2 separate regions of the Sus scrofa genome follow, and region 2 is linked to region 1. Evidence: chromatin contacts called from public HiChIP or PLAC-seq data. All regions are on one chromosome and are shown on one strand. Each heading gives the region's core, a stretch centred on a gene start, on an enhancer-like site or on the middle of the called end of the contact. The rest is flanking DNA. Distances are from core to core; before and after follow the strand shown.

Region 1 (5,912 bases), core at 1,785-4,284:
TACCAAATTTTATTATGGGGTGATGGAAACATTTTGGAACTAGATCACAGTGGTGGCTGCACAACATTGTTCACTTTGAAATGACTAATCTTCTGTTACGGGGCGCTCACCTCCATTTAAAAAAACGGACTAGTATCCATGAGGACACGGGTATAATCCTGGCCTTGTTCAGTGGGTTAAGGATCTGGCGTTGTGGTGGCTGTGGGGTCGGTTGGCAGTTGCAGCTCCAATGGGACCCCCAGCCTGGGAACCTCCATAGGCCGCAGGTGCGGCCCTAAAAAGATGCACAGGACAATCAGGAAGAAACTGCCTAAAAGGGCTCCTCAGGGGTGATAATGAGAAAAAGGTTGGGAACCACTGCCCTTCGCCATCACTTTTCACGGAGACCCTGTGAGGGCTCCCACGGGGCGCCATACCACCCTCTCCCGGGGCGCCGCCACCCGGCAGCCGCAGGGCACCTTCAACAGGGAAGGAACACGTCGCTCCTCCATCCAAGACCATGCAGGGTGCCCGCTCCCCCAGAACAAAGCCCAAAGGCACTTCCAACCTTCCTGGCCTCGTTCTGAATCGCCAGCCTAGGAGCCCCTTGGGCTTGGCCCCTCCAAGATCGAACCTGGGCCCACCTCAAGCTTTACACTTGGGATCTCCAAGGACCCCCCGACACACTCCCACCCAGATCACACGGCTGGCAGTCCTCGCTGTTCCGGGGCAGCTCAAACACCACCTCCCGGGAGCCCTCCCCTGCTGGCCCCATGTAAGGTGGCCCCGGGGCCCTTGCGTTTACTGCCTCTTTTTGGCCATGAGAACGGGGGCTCCAGGACAGCAGGCTCCCCGCCGGCCTGTGCGGTGCTCAGGCACCCAAGACGCTGACAGCACGAGCGGGCACGGAGGTGACTGAGGAGTGAGGTCTCCACTTCGCTTTTGGCTACTGTGGTCGCGAAAAGCAATGAAGACGACACTAAGGACAACCAAAGAAAAACCTCTTCATCCAAAGAAGCCACTTGAAACCATCTGCTCGATATGCAGCAGCTACGGAAACCAAGGCGGCTGGGGTGACGGAGCATCCACAGAAGAGAGGAGAAGCAGCGCTGCCCAGAAAAGTACCCGCGGGTCAGACGCATGCCTGACGAGAACCCTGGGCTCGTCGTAAATAAGTAGTAATGCAGGTCAGGAAGATGGACACAGACAGCTGTCCGCGCTCCATCCTCTCCACCTGCGTGGTACACCTGCTTCAAAATAACACCTAGGAGTTCCGGTCGTGGTACAGTGGTTAACGAATCCAACTAGGAACCATGAGGTTGCGGGTTCGATCCCTGGCCTTGCTCGGTGGGTTAAGGATCCGACGTTGCCGTGAGCTGTGGTGTAGGTTGCACATGCAGCTCGGATCCTGCGTTGCTGTGGCGCTGGTGTAGGTCAGCAGCTACAGCTCCAATTCAACCCCCAGCCCGGGAACCTCCATATGCCATGGGAGCGGTCCAAAAAAATGGCAAAAAGACAAAAAAAATAACAATAATAACACCTAGCAAGGGTTCAGAGGGAAAGAGGAACACTCATGGGCACTCGGAAAACTATTTAGGAGAGCAATAGGTGATAATGATATTACCCAAAATTAAAGTGTATAGGGAGCTCGGGTTGTGGCTCAGTGGTAATGAATCCCACTAGTATCCATGAGGTTGAGAGTTCGATCCCTGGCCTGGCTCAGTGGGTTAAGGATCCAGTGTTGCCATGAGCTGTGGTGCAGGTTGCAGATGCAGCTCAGATCTGGCATGGCTGTGGTGCAGCAAAAAGTTCCATATAATCCCATTCCACCACCACCAAAAAACAAACTCTTATTACTGGCACCATCATTGTGATTATATACATGAAAACATCTAAACAGGCGTTCCCTGGGGGCCTAGTGGGTTAAGGATCTGGTGTTGTCACTGCTGTGTGTGGTTCTGGTCACTGCTGTGGCATGGATCTGAGTCCTGGCTCAGGAACTTCCACATGCCGTGGGCATGGCCAAAAAAAAAAATTAATTAAAAATTAAAAAAAAAAATCTAAAAGAACACAGAATTCGTTTGGGGGGGGCGAGGGACTACACTCACGGCACATGGAGATTCCCAGGCTAGGATCGAATCAGAGCTGCAGCCACAGGCCTACACCACAGCCCTACACCACAGCCACAGCAACGTGGGATCGGAGCCGCATCTGTGACCTACACTACAGCTCAAGGCCAACGCCACATCCTTAACCCACTGATAGAGGCCAGTGATCGAACTGCGTCCTCATGGATACTAGTCTTTCATTTCCACTGAGCCACAACAGGAACTCCAGGAACACTCAATTCTTAGCAGTTATCATCTCTTTGAGTTGGAATTATGGCTTATTTATTCTATATTAAAATTTGAAAGGAATTTTTTATTTTCAGGGGAAAGTGATGCTAAATTAAAGGTACATATTGAGGAGCTCCAGGCAGAAAGTTAAGCAATGAGTTTTATCACGGCTGAAATTCAAAAGCATGTATATTAAAGCAGTGGTTCTCAATAAGGACTAGAGGGGTGACCATGTCCCCCACCCAGGACACGTGGCAATAACCAGAGATGTTTTCAGCTGTGATAATTGTGGGCAGGGGGGTGGCTCCCTGCACTGAGTGAATGGAGGCCACCGATGCTGCTGAACACCCTACTGGGCACAGGACAATCTCCCCAACAGAGAATCATCATCCGGCCCAAAACATCACTAGTGCTGAGGTTGGGAAACCCTGTTTTAAATCACTCTAGACACTTTCAAAAGCAAAAAGACATTGGGAAATGCTCGTTCCAATTACGCTTTGAAAGGGATGCCAATCCTATTATAAAGCCATAAATCTTGCCCAAAGGAAGAACTAATTGCCTTTGAAGTCACAAATAATTTAATCAGATTTTAGACTTTGATGTACAATTCACGAGTGTGGGCTCAAACACGTCATCTATTATCTACACGTACAGAATCCCAGCCTGTGCTAAGTGCCCTTCTGACTACATGAAACATGAGTCATAGAATCAAATTGGAAAAAAATGCCCCCTCCCTCCCACACACCCCAGCACTCTGAGCGGGGGAGCGGTGGTGGAGTTAATGATTCATGCTAGTTCCTCTACTTACACAACCGTGGAAGCAACTTATATGTTCAAAGGGCTGGCAGCATCTTGCACAAGTCTTGGTGGCATGCACAGATGAGCTACACAGAATAGCACGGGATTCATTAAAAAAGTTAAATAAAATAAAAACTTAAAAGAAAAAAAGAGTTCCTCTAGTTCCCATCATGGCACAACAGAAATGAATTTGAGGAGTTCCATTGTGGCTCAGTGGTTAACGAATCGACTAGGAACCATGAGGTTGCGGGTTCAATCCCTGGCCTTGCTCAGTGGGTTAAGGATCCGGCGTTGCCGTGAGCTGTGGTGTAGGTTGCAGACGCGGCTCAGATCCCGTGTTGCTGTGGCTGTGGTGTAGACTGGCAGCTACAGCTCTGATTCAACCCCTAGCCTGGCAACTTCCATATGCCGCAGGAGCGGCCCAAGAAATGGCAAAAGACAAAAAAAAAAGAAAGAAAGAAACGAATTCAACTAGGAACTCTGAGGGTGTAGCTTCAATCCTTGGCCTTGCTCAGTGGGTTAAGGATCTGGTATTGCCGTGAGCTGTGGGAAGGTCACAGATGTGGCTGTGGTGTAGGCCGGCAGTTGTAGCTCCAATTTGACCCCTAGCCTGGGAACCTCCATATTCTGCAGGTGTGGCCCTAAAAAGCAAAAGCAAAACAAAAAAAAAAAAAAAAAAAAACCAGTTCCTGCTATAGCACATCCGGCCTTATCTCAGTGGCAGCACTGATTCAATCCCCAGCACAGCGCAGTGGGTTGGGGGTGTGGCAGTGCTGCATCTGTGGTTTAGGTCACAGCTATGGCTTGGATTCAGTCCTTGGCCGGGAACTTCCACATGCCCTGGGTGTGGCCATAAAGAAATAAAACAGAAGAGTGCAGGGTTGCTGGATGGGACAGGACAGGACAGAAATGCTGCTCCCAATGGTTACGTACAAACATAGAAACGTATTCAGGGAGTTCCCGTCAAGGCACAGCAGAAATGAATCTGACTAGTGTCCCTAAGGACGCAGGTTCCATCCCCAGCCTCGCTCAGTGGATTAAGGATCCTTCATTGCCATGAGCTGTGGTGTAGGTCACAGACGAGGATCAGATCCTGAGTTGCTATGGCTGTGGCCTCGGCCGGCAGCTTACAGCTCTGATTTGACCCTAGCCTGGGAACCTCCATATGCCACAGGTGTCCCCCCCCCAAAAAAAGCAAAAGACAGAGACAAAAAGGAAAACAAAAAATGTATTCAGAACATAAGGTTAAGTTAAAAAAGAAAACCCTGGAGTTCTCTTGTGCTGGCATTGTCACTGCATCATTTAGAGTCACTGCTATGCCTCAGGTTCAATTTCTAGCCTGAGAATTTCCATCACAGCAGGTGCAGCCAAAAAATTTTTTAAAAAGTAAAAAGAAAACCCTTAACCGTCTACGCCAAACAGGTGACCAATGAACCAAGTGGTTGACAGATGCAGGGGATGCAGTCAATAGTTATTTTTTTTTAATTTGAGCCAATGTGTAAAACAACAAGAAATCTGGCAACCCTGAGCCCACACTTCCACTCGGCTGGAACCAGCAGGAAGAAACGGCCCCTAGTGTATAGGTAAAAGGTCACGAGGAGGAGTGGATTTCTGCTTTAGTTCACCCCAATCCTATCCCTTCCAAACCTCGCTCAGTTCTGGAACCGCCTGATCCCCTTTTAACTTGGCAGCATGATGTATAAGCCAACCCAGAAAAAGTCCAGGAAACAACATCTAAGGGTGGACTGTGGGAGGTGGGAAAATATGGGACTTCAGTTTTTATAACAACTGTTTTACAACAAATATGTACTGATTTCACAGGAGGAAAAAAAGAGTACATGAAAATGTTTTCCCTTCTCACGAAAGCAACCCACATGGAGCTCTAAGACCAAAGGACCACTATTAGCTCAGAGAGTGGTGGAAGTCAGGCCCCAGGACTCTTACCCTAATACATATTAATGACTTAAATCGGGACCCCGCAAGCAAATATTGGCAAAGGCATCAATTCTGGCCAGGAGGTCCAGAAAAAGAGGGAAGCAGACAAATCACTGAGAATATAAACCACTCTGACCCTTAAGACGACAAGAGTCCAGGACACTAGGAGAGAAAGGCTCCTGCCTGGGCAAAGTGTTTCTCAGAAAGCTAAATCCAGCCCTAAGGATTATAGACACATGGCTCTGAGCTCCTCAATCCCCCAAGCAAAAGGAGGGTTTCTTAAATCTCATAAAAATTTTATCTAATAACTTATTTCAATGTGTAATTTTATATGGCTGCCTACAAAATTTTCGCTGGTGAAACTAATAAAGCTTTTCAGTCCTCTGACAATCTTTTTTCTTTCTTTCTTTCCCTTTTTTTTTTTTTTTTAAACAACTGTGGATAAACCATAGGTTTGTTTCACTCTCTGATTGTTGAGGGTTACTTCATGAAATGTCCCACTTCTCCTTAACCCAAAGGCTATTATCACCATCAACAGCAGAGGGCAGTGGCGTGCAACCCAAAGAAAGCCAGGGTCTGGCTCTGGGAACTCCAGCACCCCATATACTCTCAACAGGGACCTCAACTTACCTTCTGTAAAATGGGGAGACTGACTCAGAGTTTCTCTCAGTCTATAATAGAAATTGGCAAACCTACCCGCGGGCCAGAATCTGGCATGCTACCTGTTCCTGTGTGGCCTGCCAGCTAAGAAGGGTATCTATCACTTTTAAATGATTGAAGGGAAAAAAAGGATTAATAATAGTTCATGAGATATACAAATCATTTGAAATTCAAGTTTCCGTGCCACAGCCACATGCCTATGGC
Region 2 (6,019 bases), core at 1,949-4,448, 180 kb after region 1:
TGGCCTGGGAACTTCCATATACCACAGGTGTGGCTGTAAAAAGACCAAAAAAAAAAAAAAGAAAGCTACACTCATTGATTTATGTTTCGTCTATGGCTGTTTTGGGCCTACAATGGCAGAATTGAGTCATTGAGGAAGAGGCTTAAAATATTTATTATCTGGCCCTTTTTTTTTTTTTTTTTGGCTACGCCCACAACATGTGGAAGTGCCTGGGCCAGGGAGCAAAAAACCCACGCCACAGCAGTGACCCTGGCCTCTGCAATGACAGCGCAGGGTCCTTAACCCACTGGGCTGCAAGAGAACTCCCTATCTGGCCCTTGACATAAACAGTTTGTTGATCTCTGTTCTAGACGAAAGGAAAAAACAATCTTTGACAAACTTTTAGGAATAGACAGTTTTAATTTAATATTGAATGACCACCACTTGAGGCCTTCTTTTTTTTTTTTTAAATTAAATGGCTCACGAGGCACTCGAAAAGGAAATTGGGGTTTTTTGCTTCTTAGAGACTGTTAGAAAAGCCAGGGCCTCTTAAGACCTTCACCCCTGTCTGGGCTCCCTGTTCGCTCAGCTCGAAGAGATTATCAGAATCTCAAACTATCCCCCCCCCTTTCCCTTATGTTACCGAAAATCCTCAGTGCTCCCTGTTAACAAAACCCCGAGACGACCTAGAATTTCCTTTACCTTTTACTGAGTCAAAGCTTTTTTTGGTTTGAGGGTAGGAAGAGCATTTTACCACCAACAAAACAAGTCTAAAAGGACACGCACTCTGAAAGTTTAGTGCTTGGCTTATGAGAAAAAAATGAACCTGTGTAAAAAGTTAGGTAATAATAGGACAGTCAGTGGCTATGTTTTTCACTCTTTTAAACACCAATCCATTGTAAAATATAAATATTCTATTATGACCTAGTATACATGTAGTGTATCCATATACTGAAATGAAAGTATTGGTTTCAATACATCATTTAGTGTATTCGTTTTTTCTGTTTGTTTGTTTTGTTTTGTTTGTTTGCCGGCAGCAGCAGCTTGATGTGGGTTCTCAGTGCCCAGACCAGGGATTGAACCTGGGCCACAGCAGTGAAAGTGCAGAGTCCCAACTGCTAGGGAACTCCCGATTCTGATACTTCATTCCATTATTGTCGATTTCATTTCAGTCTAGTCTAGTTTGTTTATAAATGAAATATCAGTCATAGCCCAGAAAATTAATTTCCCAACCTACTAATGGACTGTGAAACCTTTGGATTGAGACAGGAGGTTTGAAAAACTCTGAGGCGAGGATTGAGCACTGGTCTGTGCTCTGGAGGAGCACAGTCAAGGAGAATAGTGAGAGGAAATTTTTTTTTTTTTAGCCACAGGCACTGTATGGAAATTGTTTAAATGAGATATGATGCAAGTGTATAGTGTGACTACATAACAATTAAAATCAATGTGGTTAAGGTCTATGTACTAATGCAGAAAGTTGTCCCCCAAATATATTTGCAAATTTAAAGCATGGTTTGAAACAGCAAAGTATCAGGTAGAACTCTTTTGGTTGCAGGTGGCAATAGATATACACACTCATATCACGCTTTTCTATGGCTTTGGCAAAAAGGCAATTACTGGCCTTGCTTGACTCACAGCTCCTTCTCCTGGAGTTAATCTACAAGAATTAGAGGTGGGGGAGAGAGCACTTTACACAGGAAAAATATGGGTGCTACGACCCAGAGAAAGGGGAAACCAGTGCTACCCAAAGTGTAATATAAATATGCAGAACATGCACACGCTCTAACTGATGTTTAAAATAATATAGGTGGGGGTTCCCACCATGGCTCAGTGGAAATGAATCTGACTAGTGTCCATGAGGACATAGGTTCAATCCCTGGCCTCGCTCAGTGGGTTAAGGATCCGGCATTGCCGCGAGTTGTGGTGTAGGTTTCAGATAAAGCTTGGATCCCGAGTTGCTGTGGCTGTGGCTGGCAACTATAGCTCTGATTCAGCCCCTAGCCTGGGGTCATCCATATGCTGCGAATGCAGCCCTCAAAGGAAAAAAGACAAAAAAAAAAAAAAAGAAAAAGAAAGAAAGAAAGAAGAGGTTCCCTGGTAACTCAATGGGTTCAGGATCTAGCATTGTCACTGCTGTGGCTCTCATTACTGCTGTGGTGTGGGCTCGATTCCTGGCCTGGGAACTTGCTTATGCCATGGGCACAGCTAATAGAAAGAAAGAAAAGAAGGAGAAATGCCTAGAAAAGACAAGTCTATAAAGGCAGAAAGATTTGTGATTGCCTGGGGCTGGGGTGGGAATAGGGATTAAATTGAAGAAGGTGAAAGGAGTTCCCGCTGTGGCTCAGTCTTGTCTCTGTGGAGGCTCGGGTTCGATCCCTGGCCTGGTGCAGTGGGCTAAGGATCTGGCATTACTGTAGTTGTGGCGTAGGTGGGATTTGACCGTTGGCCTGGGAACGTCCATATACCGGGTGTGCAGCAGAAAAAGGGGGAAAAAAAGGAAGTAGGTGAAGGAACGATGCTGAAAAAACTGCATTCTATTGAGACATCACTAAAAATTACTGAATGGAACATATAAGAGGGGTGACTTCAATGACACGTAAATTAAACCACAATAAAACCTGTCTAAGGCACAGTGGGTTGAGGATCTGGGATGGTCACCTCAGTGGTTTGGGTTGCTGCTGTGGGGCGGGTTCGATCCCTGGCCTAGGAACTTTGACACGACACGTGCAGCAAAAACAAGACCAAACAAAATAAAACTGTCAAAAAAATGAAAAAAAAAAAAGCAAGAGAAGAAGCCGGAGGAGAGAGAGACAAGGAGGAAGAATCAGAGTCCAGCCAATCAGTGTGTAGGGTTTGGGATTCAGCCTTTAAAACCTGTGTACGTTTGCCCAGGTTCACTCTTCCAGCCGGTCCCACTTTCCGTGCTTTCTCCAAGAGAACTGACAGCGTTTCCTCGATCGCATCTGCAAATTATTTCCGTCCTTTGGAATGTAATTCATCAGGTTTCCAAACTTTTTGACAAGGTGAATACGGTAATAGAGTCCAATAGTTGAGCGTTTTTCCTGGGGCCTTCTGCGTCTCTCCCCTCCGAGTGTGATTCTCTTCTGATTACTTCTCCTTTAGTCTCTGTTTACATTTTGTGATTTTTAAAGTGAGTTCCTAGGCAACAGACAGAGCCGGGGCACTTGCGGTTCACAGGGGACTCGGAACTGGGAAACTGCTCCTGGCCTGGCCCTCCCCCCAGTTCACCACATGACTGTTGTAAGCGTCTGTAGTTCAGTCTACCTACAACTCTTCCTCCTGCTTCTAGAAGCTTCACTCCAGGGTTCCTCAGGGGAAATGTCCCCTCCCCACATGGTCTCAGTTTCTGGTGAGGCTGACAACCTCCAGGAATAAGTAAGTGCCTCAAGTCTGCCTGGACCCTTGAAAGCTCATCTCTTGCCCTGGTGATTGGCTCAGTGATGGGCATGTGGCCCAAGGCAGTCCAGTGAAGGTCAGTTCTGGGTGGTTACTAGAAATCCTGGAAAAAAAGTGCTCTTTTTCTCCCACGATATGATGGGACAGAGGGTTGTATCAGCTGTGGGCTTTGGAGGACCGCCATATGAGGAAAGCCTGATGAAAATGAAGCCAACACAAAGGAAATAGAAAGAGATGAGAGAGTCCTGATTTCACTGTTTGACCCTCTGGATCCATCCATACCTGAAGCCAGTAATCTTTGCAATCCAGTAAACCTCTGAATTCTCTTTTCATAAGCCAATGTGATTTGGGTTTCTGCCACTTGCTGTCAAGAATCCTGATTAATACAATCCTGGATGAGTTATTTCATCTGTTGTTGCCTCAGTTTCCTTATCTGGGAAAAAAAAAAACTGATAATGTGGAGAGAATCGAATGAAGCAATGTGTTGAAAAGCAATTGGGAAGAATATAAAGGTTATATCAATTTCTACTGCTACTAATGTATGAGAATGCCTAATTACTTTCCCAACATCCATTTTTCTGTTTCTTCATATTAACAGAATGCGAATTTTTAGTCTAGCATTTTACCACCCAGGATAATGGTTAAATTTTCCAGCTTACCCTGCAATTTCATAGTCACAGGACCAAGTTCTAGCCAATGAGATGCACGTAGAAGTGAGTGGGGATTCCAGAAACGAAAGGGCGTACTTGTCTCTCTCTCCCTGCTTCCTTCCACCAGGAATGCAGATGTGACAGATGGCGCTTCAGCCACCATTATGAGTCCTATGACCTTTTTTTCTTTTTAGGGCCACATCTGTGGTATATGGAAGTTCGCAGGCTAGGGATCATATCAGAGCTGCCGCTGCCAGCCTAAGCCATGGCAATGCCAGATCTGAGCCGCATCTGCTACTTGTGCCACAGCTTGTGGCAATGACAGATCCTTAACCTGCTGAGCAAGGCCAGGGATTGAACCTGAATCCTCATGGACGTTATTTCCGGTTTTAAACTTGCTGAGTCACGACGATGGGCACTCCCACGAGTCCTGTGACTTTAAGAAGGATGTGCTAGATGAAGCAGGCAGACAGACAGAAACCAGGTCCCTTAGGAAAACGGACCCACCCTACCAGCCCTGGACAGCTGACCTGCAGACTTCTCTTCCATGATAGAAGAAATCAACTTGTATTGCTCCTAAGGCACCAGTTTGTCCTGTCTCTGTTACCTGTATCCAAACCCAAGTTCAATTTACAGTGATATTCCCCCCCACACACTCAAAGCAACACACTGTAATATCAAAAATGTTTTCATTCTACCAGTGTGATAAGTGAAAAACAATGCCCCCTTTCAGCTGTAAATACTTTGCTCAGAAGAGGCGATCTTATTTTTCTATGTTCATATGTTTGTGAGCCATTTGTCCTTTTTTTTGTCTGTGAGCCGTCTGCTTTCATTTTTTCTCAGTTCTCATCTCAGGTTGCCTCTTCCCTGTGGTGGTTAAATGGCTGCCAGGGGCTCCTGGCTTCTGTTCCATCTTCTCAGCAACCTCAGCAGGGAGAATGCCGTTTTTCCTGGGGGATCCGAGAAAAGCTGGGAGATTGTCAAGGGAGTGGGAGAAACCATTCCCAAATGACACGATCTGATAAAACACCATTATCTAAAATAGACAAAGTACTCTCCAAACTCAACAATAGAAAAACTAGCAACCCTGGAGTACCTGTTGTGGCTCAGTGGTTAACGAATCCGGCTAGTATCCCTGACGACGCGGGTTCGATCCCTGGCCTCGCTCAGTGGGTCAAGGATCTGGTGTTGCCATGAGCTGCGGTGCAGGTTGCAGGCGCGGCTTGGATCCGGCATTGCTGTGGCTGTGGCATAGGCTGTGGCTTAGAATTGGACCCCTAGCCTGGGAACTTCCATGTGCCACGGGTGCAGCCCCCCCCCCCCAAAAAAGACCAAAAAACCCCCCACGAGAACCAAACATCAACTAGCAACCCAATGAAAACCTGGGCAGGGGTTCTCCTATGGCACATCGGGTTAAAGATCTGGCATTGTCACTGCTGTGGCCTGGATCACTGTTGTGGTGTGGGTTCGATCCCTGGGCCAGGAATTTCCACATGCCAAAAACCAAAAAACACAAAACGAAGCGTGGTAGGAAACTGACCTGCTGGTTGATGAGGCCCCGTGTATGCCTGTCTCTGGAGTGGATTCCCCAGAAGAGGAGTGAATATCGGGAGCTTAAATCAGTGGACATTTGACTATCTTTGGCAAAGAGGAGAATCTGATCCTATAATCAGGAAAAGCAGAGAGTCCAGTGGCCTGGAGGTAATAAATGAGAGGGAGGTCTGTGGACAGACCGAGTGACGCATTCTTTCTGAGGTGTCTAATTAATTCCCATTCACGTCAACAACTTTATTAATTTATTGAGCACCAAATACGGGCCAGAGACTTTTGTGAATAATAACTCAGTGGACAAGTCCATTAATTTTCAAAGGCTTCGTGATTATTCAGTGAACATGAAGGAGACAGTTTCACCACTCCAAAATTAAATTACGTATGGCCTAATTAGCATATCCATAAGCCTCTTAAATCATTGC

The links. HiChIP or PLAC-seq counts read pairs in DNA pulled down with a chosen protein or histone mark.
Region 2: a contact with region 1 is called in an H3K27ac HiChIP or PLAC-seq map of alveolar macrophages. The contact joins two enhancer-like sites. A contact is called at or near these places in 1 of 47 Hi-C or Micro-C datasets (epiblast stem cells) and 1 of 2 datasets of contacts at active chromatin or transcription factors (alveolar macrophages).

Annotation. Positions count from the first base shown.
Region 1 is chr17:49,303,082-49,308,993 of Sscrofa11.1, forward strand. The region is part of intron 13 of ZMYND8 (protein kinase C-binding protein 1); the gene reads right to left. Among named protein-coding and RNA genes, the nearest start is that of ZMYND8, 84 kb to the right of the region's middle. Within about 2 kb of position 3,035, at least 21 of the 83 cell types and tissues checked have an H3K27ac peak or open chromatin away from gene starts, as enhancers often do. A contact at or near this core is called in alveolar macrophages, where this site is marked.
Region 2 is chr17:49,481,218-49,487,236 of Sscrofa11.1, forward strand. No RefSeq gene overlaps it. Among named protein-coding and RNA genes, the nearest start is that of NCOA3, 44 kb to the right of the region's middle. Within about 2 kb of position 3,199, at least 28 of the 83 cell types and tissues checked have an H3K27ac peak or open chromatin away from gene starts, as enhancers often do. A contact at or near this core is called in alveolar macrophages, where this site is marked.